Linked DNA regions of Zea mays: region 1 is linked to region 2. The links are chromatin contacts, called in public Hi-C maps. All regions are on one chromosome and are shown on one strand. Each heading gives the region's core, a stretch centred on a gene start, on an enhancer-like site or on the middle of the called end of the contact. The rest is flanking DNA. Distances are from core to core; before and after follow the strand shown. Region 1 holds the start of LOC100283360 (UBA and UBX domain-containing protein). Region 2 holds the start of LOC100285655.

What was found. A called contact is a pair of places that touch in the nucleus more often than the background predicts.
Region 1: a contact with region 2 is called in a Hi-C map of leaf, with 9 times the contacts expected there. The contact joins the promoter of LOC100283360 here to the promoter of LOC100285655 in region 2. A contact is called at or near these places in 3 of 25 Hi-C or Micro-C datasets (ear, leaf and tassel).

What each region holds. Positions count from the first base shown.
Region 1 is chr2:42,625,069-42,629,052 of Zm-B73-REFERENCE-NAM-5.0, forward strand. LOC100283360 (UBA and UBX domain-containing protein) reads right to left here and starts at 1,256. Exons shown (of 4, transcript NM_001156261.2): 1 at 941-1,256. The coding sequence starts at 1,113.
Region 2 is chr2:42,342,711-42,347,156 of Zm-B73-REFERENCE-NAM-5.0, forward strand. LOC100285655 reads left to right here and starts at 2,122. Exons shown (of 1, transcript NM_001291638.2): 1 at 2,122-3,652. The coding sequence starts at 2,348. The coding sequence ends at 3,352.

The DNA of each region.
Region 1 (3,984 bases), core at 6-2,505, 280 kb after region 2:
CGAACTGGCATCTGATATACCCAAAGCCATTCTAGCAATGCCAGAGGAATGACGTGCTTTTCTTCCATATAATTGTATTTGTGCGCAAGCTACACCAAAATTTAAATAACAAGCAATATGTCCCATAAATACATATTTCCTCTGTTGCGTGATTTAATCATGCTACTAACTATACTAACTGCATCAGATGCTTATTACTCCTCACACAAAGCACAATGCAATTTAAGAGCAATAAGGATAAGAACATTATGGGTTAAAGATAATAATATTTGAATGGCACGTCTTCATGTGACCAAATTTGCATCGTCATGATTTGAGGTGTATGTACAATTTAATGCACCAAAGGGCTTGGACAATTCTCCGTTCAATTTCAGTCAGCATATGTGCCCCAAGTTTGAACTCAATTGTTTTTATTCTGTAGCAGTTGTATTAATTTAGCATTGTCAGTTCAATGCAGAAACAGCTCTAGTTCAGATCACTCGCAATTTCACATGATACGTGTGCGGAGAAAGAAATATCCTGTGGTCCAAAATCTATAAGCAGGCTCACTTCCCAAAGCACGCCAAGGGTAGGCTAACAGTGCATAGTTCTTCTGAAGAATAAAAAACAGACAAATTTTTTATAAGTTGCAACTTGGGAGCATGAGACGGTACTGCTATCGCTCATACCACATCTACAGAAGTCACGGTTGCCCTATATAGCACAGCTCACATGGAAAACAAAGTCAAATCCGCGCAAAAGTAACACACGAAAGACCGTAAAGTTCAGAGGATCAGAGACTTCATCCTGAAGGCTGAAGCCGCTTATCACTCTAACCAGACGACCTAACTAGACCACAAAACTAGGAGGCAGCGGTTACGATGCCCGTACGCACGATCGCAGGAAAATCCCAGCAAAGTCAATCAGGAAACACAGGCCCCCGAGAGAGGCTGAGATATACCTCTTCTCGCCGCCGGTGTAGTACTCCTGGGGCTCGTCGTCATCGCTGCTGCCGCCTCCGGCACCTGGGAAACCGGCAGGGCCACGGTTTATGTCGGCGAGCGTGCGGATGGTGGGCCCCCCGCGGCCGCCGGCGGGCGCCGGCTTCTTCCCGCTGTTGGAGGAGGAGCTCATCGCCAACGATGTGGGGGATCGCGGTCGCGGCGAAGGGGTAGGGTTTGGTAATTTGGTCTTGGCTTGGCGTCGCGTCGCGTCTTGTCACTCAGCGAGTCGAGCCGCTTCCGCTGTGGTGTGTCGAGACTCGAGAGAAAGAGAGAGACTCGCGAAGGCGCGAGGGTCGTGAGTCGTGACATATGGGAGCGGGTATATTAGGAATTGTGATCCGCAGATAATACATATAATTATTTAAAATATTGATTTTATTATTTTATTCTATAAACAATATTATTTATAAAGTCAATTTTAAGATAGAAAAGATATCACACGTTTGCATATAGTCGTTATCCGACTCGAGATAGAATATGCCAAACCGTCGTAGAAGGTCGGTCGTGCAGAAGCGCGGTGAACGCCATGAATTAACCGTGGGGTGTCGGTGTTAAAAATCCTAGACCCACGGGTCATAAGAAATAAGAACATTCTAAAAAGTCACAGTCGATCTTACGAGAAAATCTCCGTCTCGTCCGAAGGCCGAACCCTAGGGTAAGACTGAATCTCTCAAAGGTCGGACGAAATGGAAACAAACAGGGGTTGGGTGAATCGAACAAAAGGCCCAGGGGTCAGATGAAGTGCGCATAGCCCGAGATGCAGCCATACCACAATTAACTGCTCAGTACCTAGTCTCCACTACCGCAACAGTTACCGCGACGTGGCCCGAGGACTAGTCCAGTGCGCTAATAGAAAACAGATCTATGCATGCTCTTTCCAATGGCTATTTGAGAGTTTGGGGCTATAAATATACACCAAAACGAGCCCCCTTAACACACCAATTCACACAAGATCATAGGCTTTCATTCCAAGCATCAGTGATGCACATTAAAGTGATCCAAGTGCCAGTATTTGCGAGAGAGAGCTTTGGTTCAGTTTTGTGCCTGTATTCTTCGATATTTTGGTGTTGTGATTGTGCTCTTGTGTGTGCTTTCTTTCTCCCTCTTGCATTCATTGGATATCAAGCTCCCATCAACTTGTGTATGGCTAGCAAGATACTCTGATCTATGGAGATCTCTGTACGGAAACTGATATAAGAGAAAATTGTGGTCTCAAGTTTGATCTTTATATCACTTGAGAAGGGTTGGGTGCAACTCTCGTCCTTTGGGACACCACAACGGGGACGTAAGCTCTTCAAAGTTGAACCTCGGTAAATGTTGGTACTTGATTTCAATCCCCTGAAGGTATCGAAGATCAAGGCAACACAAGTTAAATATTGTGACCTTCGTCCTTTGGTTTAACACTTCTTCGAAGTGTTGGTGCGAAGGATGAAGGTCTTCAAAAGAAAATGTGAATGAAACAATATGAAAAGACAATGTAAAGCGTTGTGTGAAACTCATCTCATGTGCTTTAGCATTTTTATTCAATCTTCCTTTATGTCAAATGAGTTTACAAGCATACCTTCGGCTCCTTAACACAAGGTGACACGAAGGTTCTTCGAAGTCTAAGCAACACGAAGCTTTGGCCCTTAAAAAGGTACCTTATACATGACAATGTTCATCTATTTATAGGAAAGACAAATCACTTTTATACAAAAATTACAATCATACCCCTCAAGGCTTTACACACATTATTTATAAATTACATCAGGGCAACATTGTATTTTCTCCTTTCTCCGCAGCGCAGATCCTGGCCTTCGTCGCATGAAAGCTTCTTCGTACAAGGCTCAATATTACAAAGGAAGGAGGTGAAGTCAAAAGATGGAGAACCTGTTACACTAGCTTTTGGTTTTATGGAACAATCTTCATACAAGGCTCCTTCGGTTGGATGGCATAGGTTGATAAAGGAAAAGTGTAATGAGATATGTGTAAATTATCTTACTAGGGAGCACGAAGATATGTCATCTATCTTTGGAAGCCGGGGGAAGCTTTAGCTCAATAGAGTCATGAATGTCATTAGTTTTGAGTACCCAGACTATGAAGATCCAGCTATTAACACTAAAACTGTGGAAAAGGAAAAGGGTTTCTAAAGGTATCAGGAAAGCTTCGAAGAAAAACTACAGATGTGGCTACAAAGGATGATGAGTCAGAGGGCGGCAAAGAGCCATCTTCGGGCCCCGAAAAGAAGAAAACCAAGACTCCTTCGAAAAATCTGTCGATGCGCAATTGCAAGCGAAAGGGAGTACTACTACTACCTCTTCTATGGGCTGCACACGAATTCTTGAGGTAATGACGCAACCATTACCATTCTCCCCTTTAAGTCCCTTAGGACCGACACTGACTCGGTTTGTGTCAACCATGAAGGGGACGAACGAAGAAGGCCACTGTAAGGAAAATGGACCCCAAGCAATTTGGCTCAATAGGTATTTGAAAGGGAAATAGGGTTAACCTTTTCCTAGTATTAATTTTGGTGATTGAATGCCCAACACAAATATTGGACTAACTAGTTTGCTCTAGAGTATATGATCTACAGGTGCATAAAGGTTCAACACAAACCAATAAAAGATTGAAGAAAGGGTTCAAATACAAAGGAGCAAGAAACCGAGTGTGCCCTGGTCTAGCACACCGGACTGTCCGGTGTGCCACCGGACAGTGTCCGATGCACCAGGACCGTATAATCCCAAACTAGCCACTCTCGGGTTTTCGCTAGCGTGCTCCGCTATAATTCACCGGACTACCCGGTGTGCCACCGGACTGTCCGGTGCACCAGCGGAGTAATGGCTATCCAGCGCAACGGTCAACTGCAACGGACACCCTGCAACGCTACAGTGCACGAACAGTGCACACAGAAGTCAGAGCAGTCGTCAGAGGCGCACCGGACATTGAATAGTGCCTGTCCGGTGCCACTGGAGGTCAAAGCCTCCAACGGTCAGAAGCTCCCGAACCCTAACGGTTGGGTGAC
Region 2 (4,446 bases), core at 872-3,371:
TCCGGGGCTGAGCCCGAGTCCGAGCCCTGGGGTCGGGCGAGGCGGAGTTCGTCGTCTTTCGGGGCTGAGCCCGAGTCCGAGCCCTGGGGTCGGGCGAGGCGGAGTTCGTCGTCTTTCGGGGCTGAGCCCGAGTCCGAGCCCTGGGGTCGGGCGAAGCGGAGTTCGTCGTCTTTCGGGGCTGAGCCCGAGTCCGAGCCCTGGGGTCGGGCGAAGCGGAGTTCGTCGTCTTCCGGGGCTGAGCCCGAGTCCGAGCCCTGGGGTCGGGCGAAGCGGAGTTCGTCGTCTTCCGGGGCTGAGCCCGAGTCCAAGCCCTGGGGTCGGGCGAGGCGGAGTTCGTCGTCTTCCGGGGCTGAGCCCGAGTCCGAGCCCTAGGGTCGGGCGAGGCGGAGTTCGTCGTCTTCCGGGGCTGAGCCCGAGTCCGAGCCCTGGGGTCGGGCGAAGCGGAGTTCTTCGTCTTCCGGGGCTGAGCCCGAGTCCGAGCCCTGGGGTCGGGCGAAGCGGAGTTCTTCGTCTTCCGGGGCTGAGCCCGAGTCCGAGCCCTGGGGTCGGGCGAAGCGGAGTTCGTCGTCTTCCGGGGCTGAGCCCGAGTCCGAGCCCTGGGGTCGGGCGAAGCGGAGTTTCCTATGGCGCCTGAGGCTGGACTTGGCTGCTGTCAGCCTCACTCTGTTGAGTGGCACAGCAGTCAGGGCAGCGCAGGCGGCGCTGTCCTCTTGTCAGGCCGGTCAGTGGAGCGGCGAAGTGACTACGGTCACTTCGGCTCTGTCAACTGGAGGGTGCGCGTCATGATAAAGGTGTCAGGCCACTTTTGCATTAAATGCCCCTGCGATTTGGTCGGTTGGCGTGGCGATTTGGCCAAGGTTGATTCTTGGTGAAGACTGGGCCTCGGGCGAGTCAAAGGTGTGTCCGTTGCTGGAGGGGGTCCTCGGGCGAGACGTAGATCCTCCGGGGTCGGCTGCCCTTGCCCGAGGCTGGGCTCGGGCGAGGCGTGATCGCGTCCCTCGAATGGACCGATCCTTGACTTAGTCGCACCCATTAGACCTTTGCAGCTTTGTGCTGATGAGGGTTACCAGCTGAGATTTAGGAGTCTTGAGAGTACCCCTAATTATGGTCTCCGACAAATTCTACAAATTCGATCCATGCCATTATCTACGCTCCACCACCGACATGTGATAGCACGGCCCGCCGCTGTCACTCTCCAAGCGTGCGAGTGCGTGGGGCATGCACGCCCCGACCATCTCCTTCCATGCGAGGGTGAGGAACAGTTTTCACCGCCACGGCATGCACGAGTAGGTCCCCAATGAGGATATTCTTGTATTTTCAGGTGAGTCCTGTACGCGTGGAGCGTAGATAATGGTATGAGCCAAATTTTTAGAATTAATAATGACAACCACTGGGTATCACAAATTATAATGACATTTTTAAAATCCTCGATTTTGATAATGACATATATCTGAAAAACCCCAACAAATTTTGGTGGGGATGTTTCTGAAACATCCGACGACTTATATGACACATTTAATATTTTAATATAGTATATACAAAGAATTTTAAACTAATTTGTTTCACGTTATTTAGAATATTATGAAGTATAAGAATAAAATTTTATATAGTTTTTTGTGTGCATTATTTTCTCCTTACAACAAAAAATGAAAAAAAAATCTGAGTCCGTATTCAGATAGTTATCCAAATTCTATATCAATTATTTTAAAAATATATAATAAATTTGTTGTTTACTTTTTATAAATATTAATAGACTAAATGTTAAAAATAAGAATATAAATTTACATAGCAGATTATATTTGTTATTTGTTTGTAATCGAAAAAAGTCTAAAAATTTAATATCCGAATCTATCTCTGAAATTTGGTTGTGCACTAGTACAAGGCAAAATTCAGTGCTGCTGCCGCCCTGTCCCGTGCCCTTTGTTTCTCCTGGAATGGGAATAACTCCATCTGAAATTACTACACCTGCGTAGAGCGAGAGCGATAGGACAGAACTGTGGTTTGCTCAACTCAAATCACAACTGATGCCATGAGCGCATCTTAAACCTGGCGCTAGGGACCATTGCGCCAAGCGACACTGTACTACTACCTAATCTACCGCAGGGCAGCTAAGGAAAACAAATGCAAACAAACGCAAAACATCCGTCCGTCGCTCCGGCAGAGGAGGATCTCGATACGAGCACTACAACCCACCTAATCCACTCTCCAGTCTCCAGTCTCCACCACCTTTCCCTTCCTCTCCCCTCCCCACCCCAAATCGAGGCCAGCCAGGGGCACCGCCACCATCACTTCACCGCCGCCGTCGACTTCACTCTCTCTCACTCCCAAACCAAGCTACCTTCCGCCCATGGGCCCACCGCCGCGCCGCCGCCAACTCCTGCTGTCTCTCGCGCTGCTCGCCACCGCGGCCGCCTGCTGCGCGGCGGGGGCGGCGCCCAGGCTGTCGCCCAACTACTACCGCCGCAGCTGCCCGCGCGTGGAGCGGATCGTGTCGGACGCCGTCGCCGCCAAGCAGCGCGCCAACCCGTCCACGGCGGCGGGCACGCTGCGGCTCTTCTTCCACGACTGCTTCGTCAACGGCTGCGACGCCTCGGTGCTGGTCTCGCCGCTCTCCTCCTCCGGCGCCGCGCCGGAGCGCGCCGCGGAGATCAACCTCTCCCTGCCCGGGGACGCCTTCGACGCCGTGGCCCGCGCCAAGGCGGCGCTGGAGGCCGAGTGCCCGGGCGTCGTCTCCTGCGCCGACGCGCTGGCGCTGGCGGCGCGCGACCTCGTGGCCGCCCTGGGCGGGCCCCGGTTCCCCGTCGCGCTGGGCCGCCGCGACTCCCGCCGCTCCGACGCGCGCGACGTCGAGGGCAACCTGCCCCGCACCAACATGTCGGCGCGAGCCATGGTGCGCCTCTTCGCCCGCAAGGGCCTCTCGCCCCGGGAGATGGTGGCGCTGGCCGGCGCCCACACCGTCGGCTTCTCCCACTGCGCCGAGTTCGCGCCCCGCATCTACGGCTACCGGGGCGCCAGCCACGACCCGCGGCTCAACCCGGAGTTCGCGCGCGCGCTGCAGCGCTCCTGCGCGGGATACCGCACCGACCCCACCGTCTCCATCTTCAACGACATCGTCACGCCCCGGGACTTCGACGAGACCTACTACAAGAACCTGCCCCACGGCCTCGGCCTGCTCGCCTCCGACGCCGCCATCTGGGAGTACCCGCCCACCAGGGTCTTCGCCCAGCGCTACGCCGCCAACCGCACCGCCTTCTTCGAGGACTTCGCCGCCGCGATGCAGAGGCTCGGCGCCGTCGGCGTCAAGACGGGGCGCCAGGGCGTCGTCAGGCGCCGCTGCGACGCGCTCGACTGAGTGTCGCGATGCTTGTTGTGCCATTGGGTCGGTCGATCGTTGTAAGGCTTCGAATTCGATTACGGGATATGAGAGGCTCTTCTTTCTCTGTACTTGGAAAATGGGGCGTGAGTGGTAACTAAAGTGATGAACTGAGGGCAAGCTAATTCTAAATTGCATGTCAATTGCAATAGGGTTACATTAAGACTCAGGCTGGGCAACCGTGGATGACAATTGCTGAAACCTCACACCATGAGATGATGAGACTAGAGATGTTAATGGCCCTGATTCCTCACGGGAAAATTCTTAGAAACACATGGATGTAAACGTAGAAAAAAATCTCCCCCAACAGATAAACGGAGACAAAAAAAACATTCTCCTGTTTCCTGCGGGGACATAATAAACTTACATATAACGATACGTGATATTTTTATGTAATAATTAATGATAAAAATAAATAATTATTATATCAAAAGGTCACTCATTACAACTATGTTTATTTTAATGAACACACAATGATTTTTTTATATTTAACAATGTTTATAAGTGACAATGTTTTACATTAATATTATATTAATTGAATCTTAATTATAATTTAAGTGGTGACAGGGATTCTCGGTGGGGATTTCTTCCTATAGGGATAGAGAAGAAACGTCTCCATAAACATTTGTGAGAATTCAGTGGAAAGTTTTTGTTGTGGGGACGAAAATCGAAAGCTAAAACTCGACTGAGAATTTCTACTTGAAATCTCTAGATGAGAATGACCAGGGACGCTTGTTCGCAAGGGCGGACCCCACTGGTATTTAACTGAATACCAAATATTTTAAAAAACAGTATATACATAAAAATCAATAAGGAATTATGTTGATTTAGACTAAAATTTCTCTTCTCCTACCTCCTCCTAGCCGGCCCAATAGATTGTGTGCATGCGTGGCCCATTAGTCTCAACTGAGCGTGTGAGCAAAAGAAGGCCCAATAGATTGTGTCCAATTAGTTTCCGTGCCCGATTTGTCTCGCTAGCTCAGCAGAGTATCTCTTCCTCCCTTTCCTGTTTAAAAGAATCCTAAGAAAAAAAGCGACCCAGGGGCCACAATGAAATTAATTTGATGACCAAC